2 separate regions of the Anas platyrhynchos genome follow, and region 2 is linked to region 1. A link is a contact called in public Hi-C data. All regions are on one chromosome and are shown on one strand. The core of a region is the stretch at or near the end of the contact, and the rest is flanking DNA. Distances in the headings are between cores, read along the strand shown. Region 1 overlaps FAM185A (family with sequence similarity 185 member A). Region 2 holds the start of ARMC10 (armadillo repeat containing 10).

The links. Hi-C and Micro-C count contacts between places; a contact is called where the count stands out from the background.
Region 2: a Hi-C map of F1 follicle shows a contact between it and region 1, with 3 times the contacts expected there. The contact joins the promoter of ARMC10 here to the enhancer-like site in region 1. A contact is called at or near these places in 3 of 8 Hi-C or Micro-C datasets (F1 follicle, liver and subcutaneous adipose tissue).

The regions. Positions count from the first base shown.
Region 1 is chr1:13,092,679-13,095,885 of IASCAAS_PekinDuck_T2T, reverse strand. All of the region lies in intron 3 of FAM185A (family with sequence similarity 185 member A), which reads right to left. Among named protein-coding and RNA genes, the nearest start is that of FAM185A, 23 kb to the right of the region's middle. Within about 2 kb of position 1,740, at least 2 of the 8 cell types and tissues checked have an H3K27ac peak or open chromatin away from gene starts, as enhancers often do. A contact at or near this core is called in subcutaneous adipose tissue, where this site is marked.
Region 2 is chr1:13,199,315-13,202,521 of IASCAAS_PekinDuck_T2T, reverse strand. ARMC10 (armadillo repeat containing 10) reads right to left here and starts at 1,498. Exons shown (of 6, transcript XM_027459555.3): 1 at 1,343-1,498; 2 at 21-172. The coding sequence starts at 1,466.

The DNA of each region.
Region 1 (3,207 bases), core at 491-2,990:
CCCAGTCTTGCAGATTCCATGCAAAAATGTGTTGCAAAAGATTAGCTAAAGAGGCTCATTTGACATCAACTGTATTGTAGCCAAATTATACTGTGACCTCACCAATCCATACTTACTAAGCTTTACACCTTAAGTAAAGGTTACAGAAGGGACCCTTGCCTCAAGACTTTTGATGTGATACAATGAATACATAGTAGTTCTCAAATAACGTAAAATATTTTGTTAATATTTAAGAAAATCTGGTTATCGGAAATGCTGTGCTAGAATTATAGATGTAACAACCAATGCCTACAATCCTTGTAGATGCTGCTGCTCAAAATAATTCTACAGAACCTAAGCATCAACACTAAACAAAACCAATGATATTAGGAAAGAACAACTTGAAACTACAGCAACCTGTTGCTCCTGAAAGTGACAGTAATTCATTTTTTTCTGTATTTTTGACATCTCTAATGAAATTCTAACAAGCAGAGACCTTAAAAAAAACATAAATTTAGATTGCATCCGCCCTAGAAATGTTTCACACCAAATACTCTGCTACTCCCTCAGTCACCAGCATTGACTCTGACAAAGTGTAAAACTGCTGTGGCATATACCCAAGGCAACAAATAAAAGCCACTGTCATTCTAGACTCTATAATCTAAGCCTTTTCTGAAGGTATTTAAGCAACCTGCAGTGCACCCTGCCAACTTAAGCAGTGCTATTGTTGCTATCAGCATGACAAAAGTAAGAGCTAGCCATGATTTAAGGAAAAAAATATACATTCTATACAGTTTGGGTACAAAATGCCTGCCTAGTGGCATTCTTGAGCAGGAAAATGAAAGCCTGAAGCAAAAAGCTACATCTATTACTATGTTATGGTTTTGACTATATTAATATTTAAGATAAATACCTAGTGAGACATCTTATTAAAAACAAGCTCACTGATCAACTTATCTTATTTACCAGACACAAGTACCTTTCTTAAAAATGCACAGCAGGAAGAAGAAAATTCATCGCAGTACACAATAAAAAGAAATATTGAGTCAGCTAATGACTATAAAAACCACTACCAGTATAATAGATATTTGTTTCAGAACAACCCAAGTTAAGGAGTCAGACTGCTCAAGTAAAAGACTAAAATATATTCTAGATGGGGAAGCAGGAAAAAATAGGGTTGCTCTTCTGCTGAGACGAAATATGTTTTCAATCTCAAATTATTTAACTTTTATGATTTTTTTGGCAGAACATAGATGTTTGGCTCTGTTAAATAAGTGATATAGAAAAGTCCCTGTGGCACAGATTAGCTAATGACTCCCCAGTCAAACAGATTTGATTATTTTTGTCCGTCAAGTCACCAGCTTTTCTGGGAAAACTCCCTCCCTTCAGAGTAAAGCCTTGGGAGTTACAGTTTCTGACCACATGCTCAAGCTCCCGCAGACTCTTATGCTTTAAAGAAAAAAAAAGGATCAGTCCATCATCACAAATCAGACTTGATTTCACACCTGACCGTACTTTCCAGATGAAAACTAACACCTTGCTATGTTTAAATAAGACAAAAACAACTCCTTCCACACATTCTATTTTTCTTGGCTTTGTTTTTCTGTGTGTTATTCTGTTCAACCATTTTACTAATACCTTCTCCATTTTCACACCCTTAAAATATTTTCTACATTTTTAGTGTCTTCTACCACATCCTTCCCTTCCCCACCTCCAGGAGGGGGCTGGAAATGCTGACAGAGCCATAACTACATAATGATGACTACATCTGATGGAAGAAACACCTCAGGTGGTCACACAGGGGAGATGTAAGGCAAACTGATGATTAACAGAAGTGGCCAATTGAGAAAAGAAGTCTCACACTATCCTTTCTAACTACACATTTTTTTCTAATGAGCAGTAATGTGAGCCAGAACTGTTCCATAGCTGCAAATTCCTGTTAAAATTACTCACTTTGAATTCCTACAGTTTTGCAACCATAAGACTAGCTTCTAGCAGTACTACATACTGTATAAATATTGATAATCACAAAGAAGCACTTCAGATTAATCTGCATGAAGTTTTATTGCTTCAGAAGGACAGCATGCCTGAAAAAAAACACACCACCAAAAAAAAACCCACAAAAAACAACAATTGAATGATTCTAAAATTTCAAAGCAAAACCGTTACATTTCTCATTGTCATGTACATCTACATCTCATGATTTTTCTACCATACATATTTTGATCAGCACCACTAAGACAGGATCTGAAACAAACTCCCTTGACTCCACTGGTGTAACAAACTACTTTGGAACAAACGACTAAGCAACACCAAGTCTAATTTAAAGATGATCACCATGCTAGTAGGTTGCAAACAGCATGAATCCACAGTGGTCAAAGCACTCCCCCTAGATAGCACTGAATCTTTTTCACTGGTAGAAAGCAAGGATTCCAATTTCCAAATCCTTCCAGTGGAAGCCCTCTACGGGAAGATATAACAGGCATTAAGAAGGCTGTAAATTATCTCTGCTCTTTTATTTTCTGTGATCGCTAGTGGCTTAGGATGGATCCCAACTCCCCTAACTAGTAAAAAGGCCCAAAGGAACTAATAATCGGCCAGTACTGATGGTCCAACTGTGGCATGAGAGCATGTCAAACATTACCCACTCTGCTTTACGCTAGGAGGTCTTGTTGGGATGAAATAATGTTCATAAAGAAATAGCAATAAATAGCTCAGCTACAGCAGCCTCAGGGCTCCTTTGTACACAAAAAGGACGGCTAGCATCCACTGCAAAGAAATGCAGGTAATGTTCACAGCTTTTGGAAAATCCAATGGCGAGTTACTTAATTTTCAACAGGAAGTTAAAAACAGCTCACGGCTGACTCTACACAAGTCACCATATAATCTCAGAGCCCAATCTACAAGGCATGCAATAGCACTAAATGGCACTCTGCAGAGGCAATTCCGGACTACTGGAACTTAACAGCCTGGTCTCAGTTCTATCTTTGGCTAGTGAGAGCTACAAGAACTCTTTCTGCTTCTTCCCAGTGCTGCTGGTTTTAAGGGTAGTTAGTGATTTTGACAGCCTTCTGCATGCATCCAAGCTACTTCCAGCCTTGCCTCCACATGTTCATGTATCAATACTTCTGACTGAATGAACCCTACCTAATGCAACCAGATGCATGGGTATTATGACTGAACATTCAAATTGAGCCTAAGAACCAGACTGGGTGTGAAAACTACTCT
Region 2 (3,207 bases), core at 249-2,748, 110 kb before region 1:
TCCTACAAAACAATACTTACTTGATTTACAGAGAAGGCGGCACTGTTGCTGAGAGTGATTAAAGCTTGCTCTTGAATTAATGGATCATCTGTGGCCTGGAGCAAATGAATAAGTTTCTGTAGAGCATCCGCATCCATGGTATGGGGTGACTCTGGAGGACTTTTGTCTGTCACTGTTTAAAAATTAAATGAAATACTTAATACCAAGTTTCAGACATTTCACAGTTACCACTGAATGCTTTTTTTTACCAAGCTGAGCCTTAGCTCTTAGTTATAGTACATATTGTTCTGAGTTTGATTGTACCCAACCACCATATCATAGCAAAAAGATTCTGTTTTACCACAGCAGGACTCCCATCCTTTTTCCTGAATCCCATGGCTACTTCTTTTCAAAGTAGAAATGATAAAAAGAATAAAAGGAATATGTAAACAGAGCTTGGTGTACATTACTCTTTGGTTAACCAACAGCAAACCTCCCATTCAAAATTATAAGGATTATTCACCAAACATGCTAATTTTTTTCTAATGTTCCCTGAAATGAAACACGGAGATCTGTCTGAACACTGTGGGAAAAGAGAATAAAACTTCGGATTTGAGGACTACTATTTCCAGAAATTACGCTAATGATATTTTGCCAGTAAGCTGAGGTTCTTTGATGAAGTAACAGCCAAAATGTTAAGAATGCTGCTGTTCATGGAGTGCAGTCGCTTGGCTAAGGAAGGCCACTTCTCCATCTGAATGATGCTGTGAAGTACCTGGCTTTCATAAAACTGTGACACTAATGACAGCAAGGACCATTATTAGCCAGGTTGGAGGCAGAACTATTTAGGTAGCTGAACTGCTTGAAGACCCGATCTGTGACTATCGGACTAGTCACGGATGGCTGGAAATGACTTTTGGAAGCTAAGAAATCCTTCGCAGGTTCTCATATTTGCTGCCAGCACTTCCTCAGGCAAACACCATCACATTCCTTGATTTAAAATAAATAAATAAATAAAACCAAAGCAAATTACGATAACCCAACAGCTAGCTAGGGAAACCAACTAAATTGGTTCTTATCTGCATTTTCACATTGCACGTTCCTTCAGGCCCGCTTTTGCTTGGCTTTGAGTTATGGGGGCACACAGCTCCAACACCACAACTGCGTAGAAACCTGTTAAGTTGATACGCCGATTGGATATATAAGCTTTAGGGGAATTAAAAATGCATATATTTGAGGGCTGTTGTGCTTTTTTTTTTAAATAACAAGCCCACACCCCGCCACACACGGCGGCTTCTCCCCGCGGCTCGGGGCCTCTCCCAGACGAGCCCCCGGCGCTGCCGCCATCCCCTCCCCGCCTCACCTGAGGGCGGCCCCCGCCGGCGGCCCCCTCCCGCCGCCCGCCGCCACAGGCAGTAGCAGGCGGCGGCCCCCAGCACCAGCCCGGCCGCCGCCGCCCTCACCGCCGCCCCCCGCCGCTCCCCCATCGCCCCGGCCGCGGAAGCAGCCGCCCCATCCGGCACCGCCCCGCAGCCGGGGGGAGCCGAGGGGGCTGAGGGAGGTGGAGGGAGCTGAGGGAGATGGAGAAGGTGAAGGGAGCTGATGGGAGCCGGGCATTGCCGTACCTCAGCGCAGCTTCGGCTTTAGCGGCGCCCAGCAGCCGCGAAGAGCCTTTGCGAGAGACTTGGGAGAAAAAGGAGAACGCACTTTTTTATTACTGTTATTTTTATTCTTAACTATGCGTCTATTTACAGAGACCACTAAAAACAAACCTAATAAAGTCTTAACAAAATACACCCAACGCATTAGAAATAAACGCGTTTGAAAATATGCGCCCCGGGGGTGCTGCTGGCCGCCCCCTCTCCCTGCCGGCGTTCCTTTTACTCCTTTTACTCCTTTTACTCCTTTTACTCCTTTTACTCCTTTTACTCCTTTTACTCCTTTTACTCCTTTTACTCCTTTTACTCCTTTTACTCCTTTTACTTCAGACACCGAGCGGGGCAGCCCCGGCCATGGCGCCCCCAGCCCCACAGGGCCCGCGGCCATGGCGCCCCTCAGCACCTCGGGGCCTGCCTCGAGTAATGGCGGCGGCATTGCCTCAGCTCCGCGGCCGAGCCGGGCCCCGGGGAAAGCGGGACCCTGAGCTTCCCCCTCAGCTCGGAGGGAAGGGAGCACCGAGCTGCTTGGGCACCCTCCGAGATTTGATTAATTTTTTGGGGTTTGGTTATGGAAATGCTTTTAGATTTCAGGAGGAAAGTGCTCAGCGCCTGCGTGCTTTCCTTCTTGCTGAGCGCTGCGCGCTGTTTGCGTTTTTTATGGCCTGTCAAAAATGGTATTGTGCCACGTTTTGGGTGTTGGTGGTATTGACACAGGAGGAAATACATTTCCATGAAACATTAGGGTGTAAAACCATGTCACAACACGAAGAGCTACAGAGGAAACAGTTTGTATTTCCAGCTTCAGCATTCTTCCCTATTCTCTGTATTTCTTTGGTTTCTTCCCTTTTTACCTATGCCAATTTCACCTCTGTCTAGTTCAAAATCTGCAGCAGCCCTTTTGCAGCTTCCTTAAACAACGACAATACAAAAAAAAAAAAACAGTTTAAGAGTCATCCTGATACTTCAGGTACCAAAAATAGACCCCACTTGGAAGCAGCTATTACAGCCAGGATTTCCATGGAAACACTAATAAAAAATCCTGAGCCAATTAGAATAATTATGGAGCAGCACACCAAGCAGACTGAGTACCTCTCAAGAGAATCCTTCTCTTGATCATTCTTTATTTATTTATTTATTTTATTTTGTTTTAAGCTCAGAAGAACATAAGATGTATCATGCATATGGCGTATTTCTTGATTCAGCACTTCAAAAATAGCTGTATTTTACATTTCCAAGCAAAAGTTATAAATACCTTTATAGCAGTAGTGGCATTAATAAACTAAAAATGACAGAACTCAGGTTCAGATTAAAGGGAATTTCTTAAGGGAAAGAGCCAGTTATAAAATTAGCCTCTGTCAGGTCTTTTCATCTTTTTTTTTTTTTTTTTTTTTTTTTCTTAGATATTGGTGCTCACTGATGCCCAGTCATATTTTTAATTTGTCATTTTATTATATTTTAATTTCTTTATGAGGTTACAGTATGCTCGGTACAAAGATAAATTAAATGATACTGCTTCCTATATTAAGGAACATCAAAGCTAAACTGAGATCCATGAACATTTATGTAAATA